Linked DNA regions of Ovis aries: regions 1 and 2 are each linked to region 3. Evidence: chromatin contacts called from public Hi-C data. All regions are on one chromosome and are shown on one strand. The core of a region is the stretch at or near the end of the contact, and the rest is flanking DNA. Distances in the headings are between cores, read along the strand shown. Region 1 overlaps TTC7A (tetratricopeptide repeat domain 7A). Region 2 overlaps TTC7A (tetratricopeptide repeat domain 7A). Region 3 has its middle 86 kb from the start of EPCAM.

What was found. Hi-C and Micro-C count contacts between places; a contact is called where the count stands out from the background.
Region 1: a Hi-C map of liver shows a contact between it and region 3, with 4 times the contacts expected there. The contact joins two enhancer-like sites. A contact is called at or near these places in 3 of 16 Hi-C or Micro-C datasets (hypothalamus, liver and tail adipose tissue).
Region 2: a contact with region 3 is called in a Hi-C map of liver, with 4 times the contacts expected there. The contact joins two enhancer-like sites. A contact is called at or near these places in 6 of 16 Hi-C or Micro-C datasets (blood, hypothalamus, liver and 3 more).

What each region holds. Positions count from the first base shown.
Region 1 is chr3:77,315,412-77,318,917 of ARS-UI_Ramb_v3.0, forward strand. TTC7A (tetratricopeptide repeat domain 7A) reads right to left here. Exons shown (of 19, transcript XM_042246211.2): 15 at 3,322-3,482. Among named protein-coding and RNA genes, the nearest start is that of TRNAE-UUC, 44 kb to the left of the region's middle. Within about 2 kb of position 1,585, at least 14 of the 54 cell types and tissues checked have an H3K27ac peak or open chromatin away from gene starts, as enhancers often do. A contact at or near this core is called in liver, where this site is marked.
Region 2 is chr3:77,353,552-77,357,169 of ARS-UI_Ramb_v3.0, forward strand. All of the region lies in intron 5 of TTC7A (tetratricopeptide repeat domain 7A), which reads right to left. Among named protein-coding and RNA genes, the nearest start is that of TTC7A, 39 kb to the right of the region's middle. Within about 2 kb of position 2,245, at least 31 of the 54 cell types and tissues checked have an H3K27ac peak or open chromatin away from gene starts, as enhancers often do. A contact at or near this core is called in liver, where this site is marked.
Region 3 is chr3:77,115,534-77,119,087 of ARS-UI_Ramb_v3.0, forward strand. No RefSeq gene overlaps it. Among named protein-coding and RNA genes, the nearest start is that of EPCAM, 86 kb to the left of the region's middle. Within about 2 kb of position 1,983, at least 13 of the 54 cell types and tissues checked have an H3K27ac peak or open chromatin away from gene starts, as enhancers often do. A contact at or near this core is called in liver, where this site is marked.

The DNA of each region.
Region 1 (3,506 bases), core at 335-2,834, 200 kb after region 3:
GCAGGGAGCAGCTGGAAGAGCAGGCTGCAGTTTCAGCTGAAGGGCAGTGACACTCTCCAGTGATCCCTGACCGTAATGGGCGCAGTGACATTTCCTGCTAGTCCACGGGTCTCATCCGTGGGGAAAAGCACTGAATTATCTGCAAAGACCCACGGTCACACCCTAGGTCACTCCACAGTGCTGTGGTAGGTGGCTATTCCCCCTCATACCCCACTGTCCCTCCCTCCTGACGCCCCCCTCCCTGTTTTTTTTGGCTTAAGACAACAGAAATATACTGTCTTACAGTTCTGGAAGCCAGAAGCCCCTTATATTTTATTCAGTTAGTTTTGTAGCCTTTTAGGGCTGGCCCAGTTCAAAGGGGAGCTCCCCATGGTCACGAATGTGAGGGGCACACGGTGGCTCAGAGATAAGAACCTCCTCTCTCCGTGGATGGGCAGGTTCACAGAAGCACCAGGGGAGATGGGATGCTCTGGGCCCCCAACGCTCCACAGCAGGCTTCTCTGTGGTGACAGAGGAACACAAGAACCCCAAGTGTGCTCTGGGAATGGGACTTCCTCGGGCTGGGACGCCAGAGGTGTCTCCCCGTGCTTCCAGCCCGAGAGGGCCTGAGGCCCCTGCAGTGGCCCTGCGGTGTTTGGATAGAGGGGCTCTGCTCCCAGGGCAGAGGCTGCCCCAGGCTAAAGGCTCCTGTCTGCAGAAGCGGGGACCCGGCTGACACCGAGCGGCAGCCACCATACGCGCTGACCACCAGCACAATCTCCACCCGGGGCTCCCCGCTTTTTTTGGCTTCTATTCTCCCGATGCAGGCACACAGGCGCAAATGTCACAGCTCGGGTCCAGGTATTCTTGGGGGCCCAGGAGGCCACTCACGGGGCTCTGGGGGAAGTCACCAACCTCACAGCAAGGCCCCACCCCTGGCCCCACCTCTCCAAGACACTTTGAGTGACTGAAGCATTTCCTGGGGAAAGAGTCCGCACCTGAGTGAGGTGAGAGGAAAGAAGAAGGGGGTGGTGGAAGTGCACTTGGAGGACCAGAAAGAGACGGTTCCGCACTCAGCCCAAGAACCAGGCGCAGGTGGTGGGGGCGGCAAGGAGGAAGAGGATGGCGGCGGGCAGGAGACGCCTCCCAGGGCGTGAAACAAGACAGGTGAGGTGGGCTTCTGCCTCGCACATGGGAAGTGTCAAGCCGACTTCAAAAAGTGGCGCTGGCCTCGCCACATCAGGCCAGGGAGGGGATTCCGCCAGCACAGAGCATCCAGCCCAGGGGTTAGGAGGAGACGCGCGCAGTCAGATGGGCGACACTGGCATGAGAAGCTCCTGCACGGGATCGGGGGCCCAAGGGAGCAGTCTGTGCAGCCCCTTCTGCGGCTTCCACGGGACAGCCCTGCGCCCATCTGCTCGGTCGCCATCTGTTAATACATGGAAGATTTCACTCGGATAAAGGACAACGTCTGACGCCTGGCCCAGCCTCTGGTTTCTTCTGTGACACACACTGAGCCAGGGGCTGGATAAGGACTCTAACCCGTTTACTGTTCTAACCCTTCCGCAGAAGCCTAACTGACAATAAAACACACAGAGGCACGCCCATACACACACACACGCACACACACGGCTGGCAGCAGGCCATGGGTCTGACCCTGCCAGATAGTCTTGAGCTTGGGAAAAAGCCAGGTTAACTGGTACCAGAAGAGGAAGACCTTTGTCCTTCCTGTATTTTTATAAAAGTAAAAAATAAACTTCTAAACAGTAGGTCTTGGTGTACTGTATTTGGGATTAGGTAACTACACCTTGTCCACACACAGTTCTATCTACGTGGTGCATGCCCTAGGCGACTTGCCTTTTAAAGTGAACTAATTTCAATTTTAATAATCTCTCAAATATAGAAGGGAGGCCAAGAGCCAGGGCTGTCTTGTGAACACAAAGGACAGGCTATGTGGAGCTGGCCTTGCACCATCTCGGCTCACACCTGACCAGGGGCAGCTGGGACTACCTGGGCTCTGCTGACCCTAGTCCAGACTAACACCCCCACCCCGCCCAGAGCATCGTGACTCCTGACCCCGCTGTTCTGGCCCAGGTGGGTCCCAGCTGCTCCTGGTCAGGTGTGAGCTGAGATGGTGCAAGGCCAGCTCCACATAGCCGGTCCTTTGTGTTCATAAGACTTGCTGAGGACAAAGCCACTCCCAGCAAAGTCCACAGGCAAAGCCACCGTGGCATCTTCTGAAGGAGGCCCAAGGCACAGGGAAGCCCGAGCCCCTGGCGCAAAGGGTCAGTCCTGCCTCTGCTGGACTATAGGTAAACAGACAAGTGCTTGGGCTCTCCACGTGGAGGGACTCTCCCTGGGCCGGGCCGCCTGAAGCTCCTCTCGATCACTGATCTCAGCTGTGGCACCCACCAATTTCCCTAATTCTTTGTGGAACTGTTTTCACTGCCAGCGTGAGTCACCTCTCAGGGCACCAGGACCACACTCCTTTCTGCTGTCTAAGGACAACAGCCTTTGGCTGGTTCCAAAGGGTTCTCTTTCAAACCCTGAGCACAGTGGGAGTGGGGGTGCTCAGGGCCCCTCATTCTGGGATCAGGGGATTCAGAGAAACAGGGTTTATTAGCACCCAACGTTACCTGTCTCGGGGAAGGAGGGCAGAAATCAAAAGGTGACCTCCCCCTCATTTCCTCCCAAGGGGCAACGCACCCTCCTGCGTCAGCCAGTCAGTGAGGCTCTTGTTCCCCAGGGTCCTGGTTGGATGGCAGCAGGTCCCCTGTGTATAGGTGGGGGCAAGAGGGTCTAGTCCTGCCCCACCCACCACCACTGGGGCCACGTGCAGCGTGAACCCTGCTCCCTAGAGACAGGCATCTGGGTGATGCGGCAAGCAGGAGCTGTGGAGGAGTCGAGGATAGAGGGAGAGGCCAGGACCACTCTGGGGGGATATAAATCTTCACCCCAACTGCCTGTGGCCTTCTTGGAGGTAGGGGCCAGCTCACATGGCCTCTATCAGCCCAGCCACTGTTAGAAACCATCCTTGGCTGGCTATGCCAGGGTTATGGTTAAGTCACACAAGTTAGTGTCCCCATGATGCTCAAATGTACAGTACAGGGCGGGATGGAAGCAGCTCGGGCATGTTATCTTAGAGCACAGTCTCCTTGGTGGTCCACACAGCCCTCCGTGGAGCCTGCAGTCACCATCAAGAGCTTCCTCCTCCACACACGGTGCCTCCTGGCACCAAACAAAACGCCAGAGCCAGGCTCCGAGCCCACAGGTCCTCGGCCCGCCTCGACTCCCAGTGTGTGCCCGACCAGCCCCAGCCCAGAGCGTCCACAGGGAACTCACTTGAAGTTCTCAGGGTACTCCGTGATGGCCATGTTGATCACGTCCAGGGCGTGCTGGTAGTGTTTCTGGGCAGAAAAGAGGAGCGCCAGCAGATGGAGGGCATTGGCGTCGTCCCTGCACACTTTCAGAGCCTCCTGCAGCTGCTCCATGGCGCTGGAGATCTGCCGGAGAAAACTGCCGGCTTA
Region 2 (3,618 bases), core at 995-3,494, 240 kb after region 3:
AAAGCACTCCCAGGTCAGCAGTACTGGCATTGCCTGGGGATTTGGGAGAAATGCAGACTCCCAGGGATCCTGCTTCTCCCAATACACTCACAATTTAGGAATGAGCACTGTATTTTAACAAGATCTTGTGCTCCCAAAGTTGTATATTTTTTACTGTTTTCAAATCTGTAAGGGAACTGGGCACCTAAATAAGCTTCCAAGAATTTTTTAGCAAAGTAATCACCCTTAGGCATCTTTTGGGTAAGTTCCAATTTTTATTGAATTCAGATAAAGAGAAAAATCGAGCAAGGTTCTGGTGGCCAGAGCTAGACAGGGAGAGACCCAGGCTCCCAGCCAATGCTAACCTGTTCTGAAATGTCGTGAATGCCCCTCTGCCTCAGCTCACCCCTCCAGGAAATGGGAAACAAGCTGGGGTCTCTCCCACCAGCCTGAATAATCCTGTCACAGGTCTCAACTGCCAGTGCCAGGTAGAGCTGGGGCTTTTCTGAACCCCGTGAGAGGCCAGTTTGAAAGATCTCTTTGTTCCAATCTCTCACATTGACCTTTCTGAGCAAAGCTGCCACTTTTAACAATGTCCAAACAGGAGCCTCCAACAAACCCTGGCCCAGAATCAGGCTGCACGCAGACAAACCAGGAGGCCATGGATTCCAACTCAAGCAAACCCTGGCTGGTCAGGAGCAGAGAGAAAGAGGAGATGTGCGTGCAGGCATGGGTTAATGGAAACAACCTGTCTTAGAGCAGCCTGCAAGTGGGCCACACAAGGAGGTGGCAAGCTCCCCGGGGCCCCTGGTCAGCAGCAGGCAGTGGGGAGGATTTTGCAAAGCACTTTATCTCATCCAGCCTTTGCAACTTCTAATGAGATTGGTGAGGGAAGCTTCATATTCCCGGGCACCAGCTCAATGCTTGGAACACAGGAGGCACTCAAGAAATTATTGTGGAATAAATCCATCCTCATTCTCCAAAGGGAAAATTAAAGCCCTGAAGATGCCTGCCTTTTTAGGCCATCACTCACCCAATGGAAAAGGTGGGCTCCCTGCAGGCACCAAGGGATTCAGATTTCACTCCCTTCTAGCTAACCAGACTCTCCAGAAAGACAACAGTGTTCTGACTTGGCATAGTTACACTTCCCTTTCCTGGCTATTTGAACTCCAGGACTCCTTCGACGAAGTCTTTTCAAAGGGCTCACTGCATACCAAGTACCTGGATATTGTCCGACGCGATGGACATGAGTTTGAGCAAGCTCCGGGAGTTGGTAACGGACAGGGACGCCTGGAGTGCTGCAGTCCATGGGGTCACAATGAATCAGACACGACTGAGTGACTGAACTGAACTGGATATTGAACACCAACTATCCTGTTCTCAACAGGCATCCAACTAATACAGGGGGGATGAATTAAAAGACTGAATGATGAATGAATAGCTCATTTATGGGCTTGCACGTAAGGTGCTCATGGTCTATAAATTTAGTCACGCCCCTGATTTATTCAAGAGCTTAGCAAAATATTTTGCATACAGTAGGGCGCTCAACAAATTTTCTTGAGGGGGAGAATGAGAAGCAGGGAATGAGAAAATACATGGAATCACCACCAAGTGGAACCTAAACAGGCTCTGGCACGCACGGCTCCGGCTGGAAGTCTCCGGTTCAGGGCTGGCACTGCTAATCGCATATGAGAGGTTTCTGGTCAAAGACCCAGAAATGCACAGCCAGGCCCCAATAGCTGGAGGACTGAACCAGAAGGCAGGGTCAGGTGAAGTTCAAATGGTTATCAAGCTATTCCTTCCTGCCACAGAACCACATCATCAGTTTCAAAAACTAACGCTCTCCTCTTCACTCCCAACCCCAGAAAAAGACTGTGACACTTCCGGGCAGGGCCCTGAGGACATCCAGGCAAGGACACCGGTCTAGCGAGGTAGGGGATGGGCAGTGGGTAAGGACGATAAGTAAAGACTGTGCATTGAGAGAGGCTGGAAGAATGTGCCTTCTCTGATGGGCCTCCGAGTTCTCCCTTTGCCTAAAGAGGTCTCTTCCGTGACCACCAGGAGGCTCTCCTGGGTTTTGCTGCTGGGTGACTCTGCTCCCTGGATGCCCCCTTGAGCCATCTGTCTCCTGCCCTCCCCCGGCACTGCAGATACTGGGTGGCTGATGAGAATACTAAATCACTGCTGATTGGACACATCCCTCACTGGGTTATACTCAACAGCAGGCTGGGTTTTCTAAGGTACCTACACACACACACAGTAAAAGGGAGAGTGTTTTCATAAGGCTTCACAGCCTGCCAAGCCCTGCAACTCCCTTAGAAAACACACATTCCCTTCTCTATTGTTTGGTTTTGGTACAAAACCAAATATTGCTTTAGTGATTAAAAAAAAACCAACTGAAAAGTTTTTTTAAAGAGCATGCACAAAACATTCAGCCCACCTGGTTCAACATACATAACCCAAGCTGGCTCCCAGACCTGAGCCAAGAATGAGCTCTGTACATCTAGGGAGAAGGAAAGGAAAAAAAAACACTCCAAGGAGAAAATGGCCCCTTGCCCACTGTGGGGGAAGGAGCCCAGTCAGCTCAAATTCTTTTCTTGGGAGATGCTCAGAGACTCAGTTCTAGTGAGGTCAGGGTCATCAACAGTTTCCCTGGCATTGCACCACCCTCAGCTACCCCCTGCTGCTTCACTCCTGGAACTGCTCCATGCAAAGGAGAACCAAGCCTCCCCCACAGCCAAGACCCTGGGCTCACCAACCCCCAACTGAGAGATGCCTCCTCCTGGCAGTTGTCATCCACAGAACTGCCTGGGGTGAGGCTCCAACCAGAGTCCACGGCTGCCCTCTGGTGGCAGCGAGGGGGAAGTGGAACCCAGGTATCCCAGGTCCCTGCCCCTTGGGAGGGGCCTTCAACTCTGGACTTTCAGGCCAGCACTTTCAGTCCCAGGTCAATTAGGAACTCTGCCATCAGTCACAGAGCAAGGGGCAGGAGTCAGCTGGGGAAATTAACTGCAGGATCAATAGGGCAAGGCCCTTGGAAAAAATGAATGTCCCTCAGACACTGAATGAGTAAGCGGGCAGCATGAGGGAGGCCCAGGCCTCAGTGAAGCTCAGGATTAAAGGAGCAGCACTGTCTGGAGGCCAAGCAAACACCACTCACACTGCACAGTGGAGAGCACCACACCCTTTAAGTTACGCAGATCCTCAACTGGAGGGATCAATCCTCAATCCTCAACAAGCCAGGCCCTGGGAGCCAGCACTACTCGTGGTCATCTGGCCCTTGGGGCTGGGCACCCCGTTCTCAGCAGGCTCTCCTCTGACCCTCTGGAGCCTGGGTCCACACCACACCCACACGGGAATGAGCTCCAGCTCTCAGATTCCAGCCCAGAGTCTGAGAAGCAGATACCACCACCTCCTCCTGTTCTTTGGCTCTAATGAACGTCCTCTAACACCCAACAGTGCCGGAGCTCCAGGGACTCCACTCCACCCAGCCTGTCAGAACAAAATGTCTCCCTAGAGTCCACCCTGTCCCAGGCGGCGCCCAACCCCCTGCCTTCTTTTCCTCCAGCACAGGGCACTGTCCACCATCCACACATGGCTCCCACAGCTCCCGCTCAGACGTGGGCCCTGTGAGGACGG
Region 3 (3,554 bases), core at 733-3,232:
TAATTATTTGCCTGTCTGCCAGTCTGTTCTTCAAGGGCAAGAGCCCAGGCTTTTTCACGGTCTGTCCTGGTACTTGGCTTACTGCCTGGCACATTCATGCAGTCATTTCACAAATGTACTGAGCACTGAATATGAGCCTGGCTGTTTACTAGATGCTGGATGAGAAATAAAAATGGATACCGAAATAAACGGATGAGAAAGAAAACAGTTCTCTGTCCTTATGGAGCTTATATACTTGTTGGGAAGGCAGACAACATGCAAATAAACAGAAATAAGTAATATGTCAGGTTGTGATAAATGATAGAATAGCAACTGAGGGGCCGAACAGGCCAATGGCCCAGAGGATGAGGGAGGGTGTTATTTTAGACAGGAAAGACAGGGAAAGCCTCTCTCCCTAAGATGGCATTTAAATAAGGACCTGAAGGAGGTGAGGGGGTGGGTCACGTGGACAACTAGGGAAACAGCATTCCAGGCAGAGGGACTAGCAAGAGCCAGAGTCTGAGATGGGAGCATGTCTGCTGAGTTCATGGGACTGCAGGTGGATATGGCCACAGGAGTGAGTGATAGCGAAGCTGTAGACAGAGGCTCCAATAAGTCATTAAGAAGCAGGGGCCAGAGCACTTGGAACCTTTAGGCCTAGGCAGAAACTTCTGTTTTTACCGCAAGTGAGATGGGGAGCCATTACAGGGATTTGAGAAGAGAGACAGTCTAACTTAAGTTTATGAGCATTTATGATCTTATTCGACCTCCTGGCTGTCTTTGGAGAATAGACTGTCTGTGGCGGGTGCTCACAAAGATCATAGATGTGGCGTGAGTACATGTTAAGTCACTCAGTTGTCCTACTCTTTGTGATCCTATGGACTGTAGCCCACCAGGCTCCTCTGTCCAAGGGATTTTCCAGGTAAGAATACTGGAGTGGGTTGCCAGCCCCTCCTCCAGGGGATCAGGTAACGTGTGACCAGATGCAAATGGCCCTTGAGGACAGCATGGGTTTATCCTTGATTGGACAGGAAATGGGAGTATTTGCTCCCTTTATGTTCTGCTGCTTCTCCTTTAGAGAAGCGCCCCAGCCAATGAAGGTTTTCTGCCCCTGGTCATTCAATGAGCCTGGAGAGACCAAACAGAATTCATGGTAAATAAACAGGGAACCTGGCCTGCCAAACCGACAGTTCTGACTTTGCATGTAACCATACACCCAAATGGCAACCCACTCCAGTACTCTTGCCTGGAAAATCCCATGGATGGAGGAGCCTGGTAGGCTGCAGTCCATGGGGTCGCTGAGTCGGACGACTGAGCGACTTCACTTTCACTTTTCACTTTCATGCATTGGAGAAGGAAATGGCAACCCACTCCAGTGTTCCTGCCTGGAGAATCCCAGGGACGGCGGAGCCTGGTGGGCTGCTGTCTTTGGGGTCGCACAGAGTCGGACACGACTGAAGTGACTTAGCAAATACACCCAAAAAGTCAAGGCAGACTTCCGGCAGGAGGTTGGGGGCGGGGGTGGGGGTGGGGGGTGGTGGTCAATTACCCAGTGATTCACAAAATTCAAAGCATGGCGGGAGAAACTAGCCTTTCACAAGCCAGCAATGGCTGCTGGCTCTGAGTCACCTTCAGGATGGTCCTGGCAAGTGAGCTCTTAAAAAAAAAAAAGTGCTTGGCTGGGAGAAGGAATGAACGACTTTGCCTACCTAGTCCCTCCAAGCCCCTTTCCAGACGTATCTGATAAGTCCTCCTCCAAAGAATGGAATCTGTAACCGTGGAATTTCAAGCATCTGGTAAGGCCGGCCCCTAACCAGCTTTAGACCATCACGGGAGCGCCTCTATTTCTATTACAAAAAAGGTTGCAATTCCCACCTCCCTCCTCCCGCGGCCAGGTAGGGCGGGATGCCGGGTTCTGGGGCCTGCCCGCCGCCGGGTCGGGTCCTGATGTGCAGGGGCGGCGGCGGTGCGTGCAGTGGAGGCCGGCGCTCGGCAGGGGGCGCAGAGGGCCCGCTGGGCGCCTCCGGAGCCCAGCTTCCAGCTTTTGCTTCCTGCCGGGAGGCTACGTGTCCCACCGCCCCGTGGCCACACCGCCCAAACGCTCGTCCAGCCTCCGGGCGGGTGTGGCTGTCCTCAGGAAGCGCCTTCCTAGGCCTTCATCCCTCAGTCCCCCTTCCCGGCTGCGGCCTTAGCCCATTTTCCGGTTGCGCCACCTCCTGCAAAGGCTACCCGTTGTTCCCGCAATTCCTTCCCTTCCAGGTGTGGCCGGTGGTGGTCAGGGTGGGGCATGATCGCGAGGAAGAGGGCTCGAGACTCCGGACCGTGAGGATTAGAGGTTTTGTAGAAAGAAGCTGCAGGTGAGAGGTCAGAGCCAATTTCACCCCTTACCCAGCCCTTGCCATGTGGTCCCAAGCCTTGGGGCGGGACACATAGGTGGGGTCCAAGTGTAGAGCCCCAGGCCCAGGAAAGGAGGGCTGGTATGTCCTCTGTTTACCTGTGCCTGCCTGGGAGGGGGCAATCACTATTTGAATGAATGAAAGAAACAGAAAGAAAGAAATGAAAGTGGCCTCTCTGCCCAAGACTTGGCTCTGGCCCACCCTGTGCTGGCACGTTACTCACTTTTTGCTCCTTACCTGCCAGCCTCCTGAAAATCATCTTTCCACACCCCACAACCTTCCTTGCACTTCCTTCCACTGCTCAAAACCTTGCACTAGCTACAGTCCACAGGGTTAAAAAAAAGGTGCTGGGCTTCCCAGGTGGCTCTAGTGGTAAGAACCCGCCTGCCAATGCAGGAGACTCAGGAGGTGCAGGTTTGATTCCTGGGTCAGGAAGATCCCCTGGAGGAGGGCATGGCAATCCACTACAGTATTCTTGCCTGGAGAATCCCATGAACAGAGAAGCCTGGTGGGCTACAGTCCATAAGGTCGCAAAGAATTGGACATGACTGAAGCAGCTCGTTGAGAAATCTGCATGCAGGTCAGGAAGCAACAGTTAGAACTGGACATGGAACAACAGACTGGTTCCAAATAGCAAAAGGAGTACGTCAAGGCTGTATATTGTCACACTGCTTTTTTAACTTATATGCAGAGTACATCATGAGAAATGCTGGACTGGAAGAAACACAAGCTGGAATCAAGATTGCCGGGAGAAATAGCAATTACCTCAGATATGCAGATGGCACCACCCTTATGGCAGAAAGTGAAGAGGAACTAAAAAGCCTCTTGATGAAAGTGAAAGTGGAGAGTGAAAAAGTTGGCTTAAAGTTCAACATTCAGAAAATGAAGATCATGGCATCCGGTCCCATCGCTTCATGGGAAGTAGATGGGGAAACAGTGGAAACACTGTCAGACTTTATCTTTTTGGGCTCCAAAATCAGTGCAGATGGTGATTGCAGCCATGAAATTAAAAGACGCTTACTCCTTGGAAGAAAAGTTATGACCAACCTAGATAGCATATTCAAAAGCAGAGACATTACTTTGCCGACTAAGGTCCATCTAGTCAAGGCTATGGTTTTTCCTGTGGTCACGTATGGATGTGAGAGTTGGACTGTGAAGAAGGCTGAGCACCAAAGAATT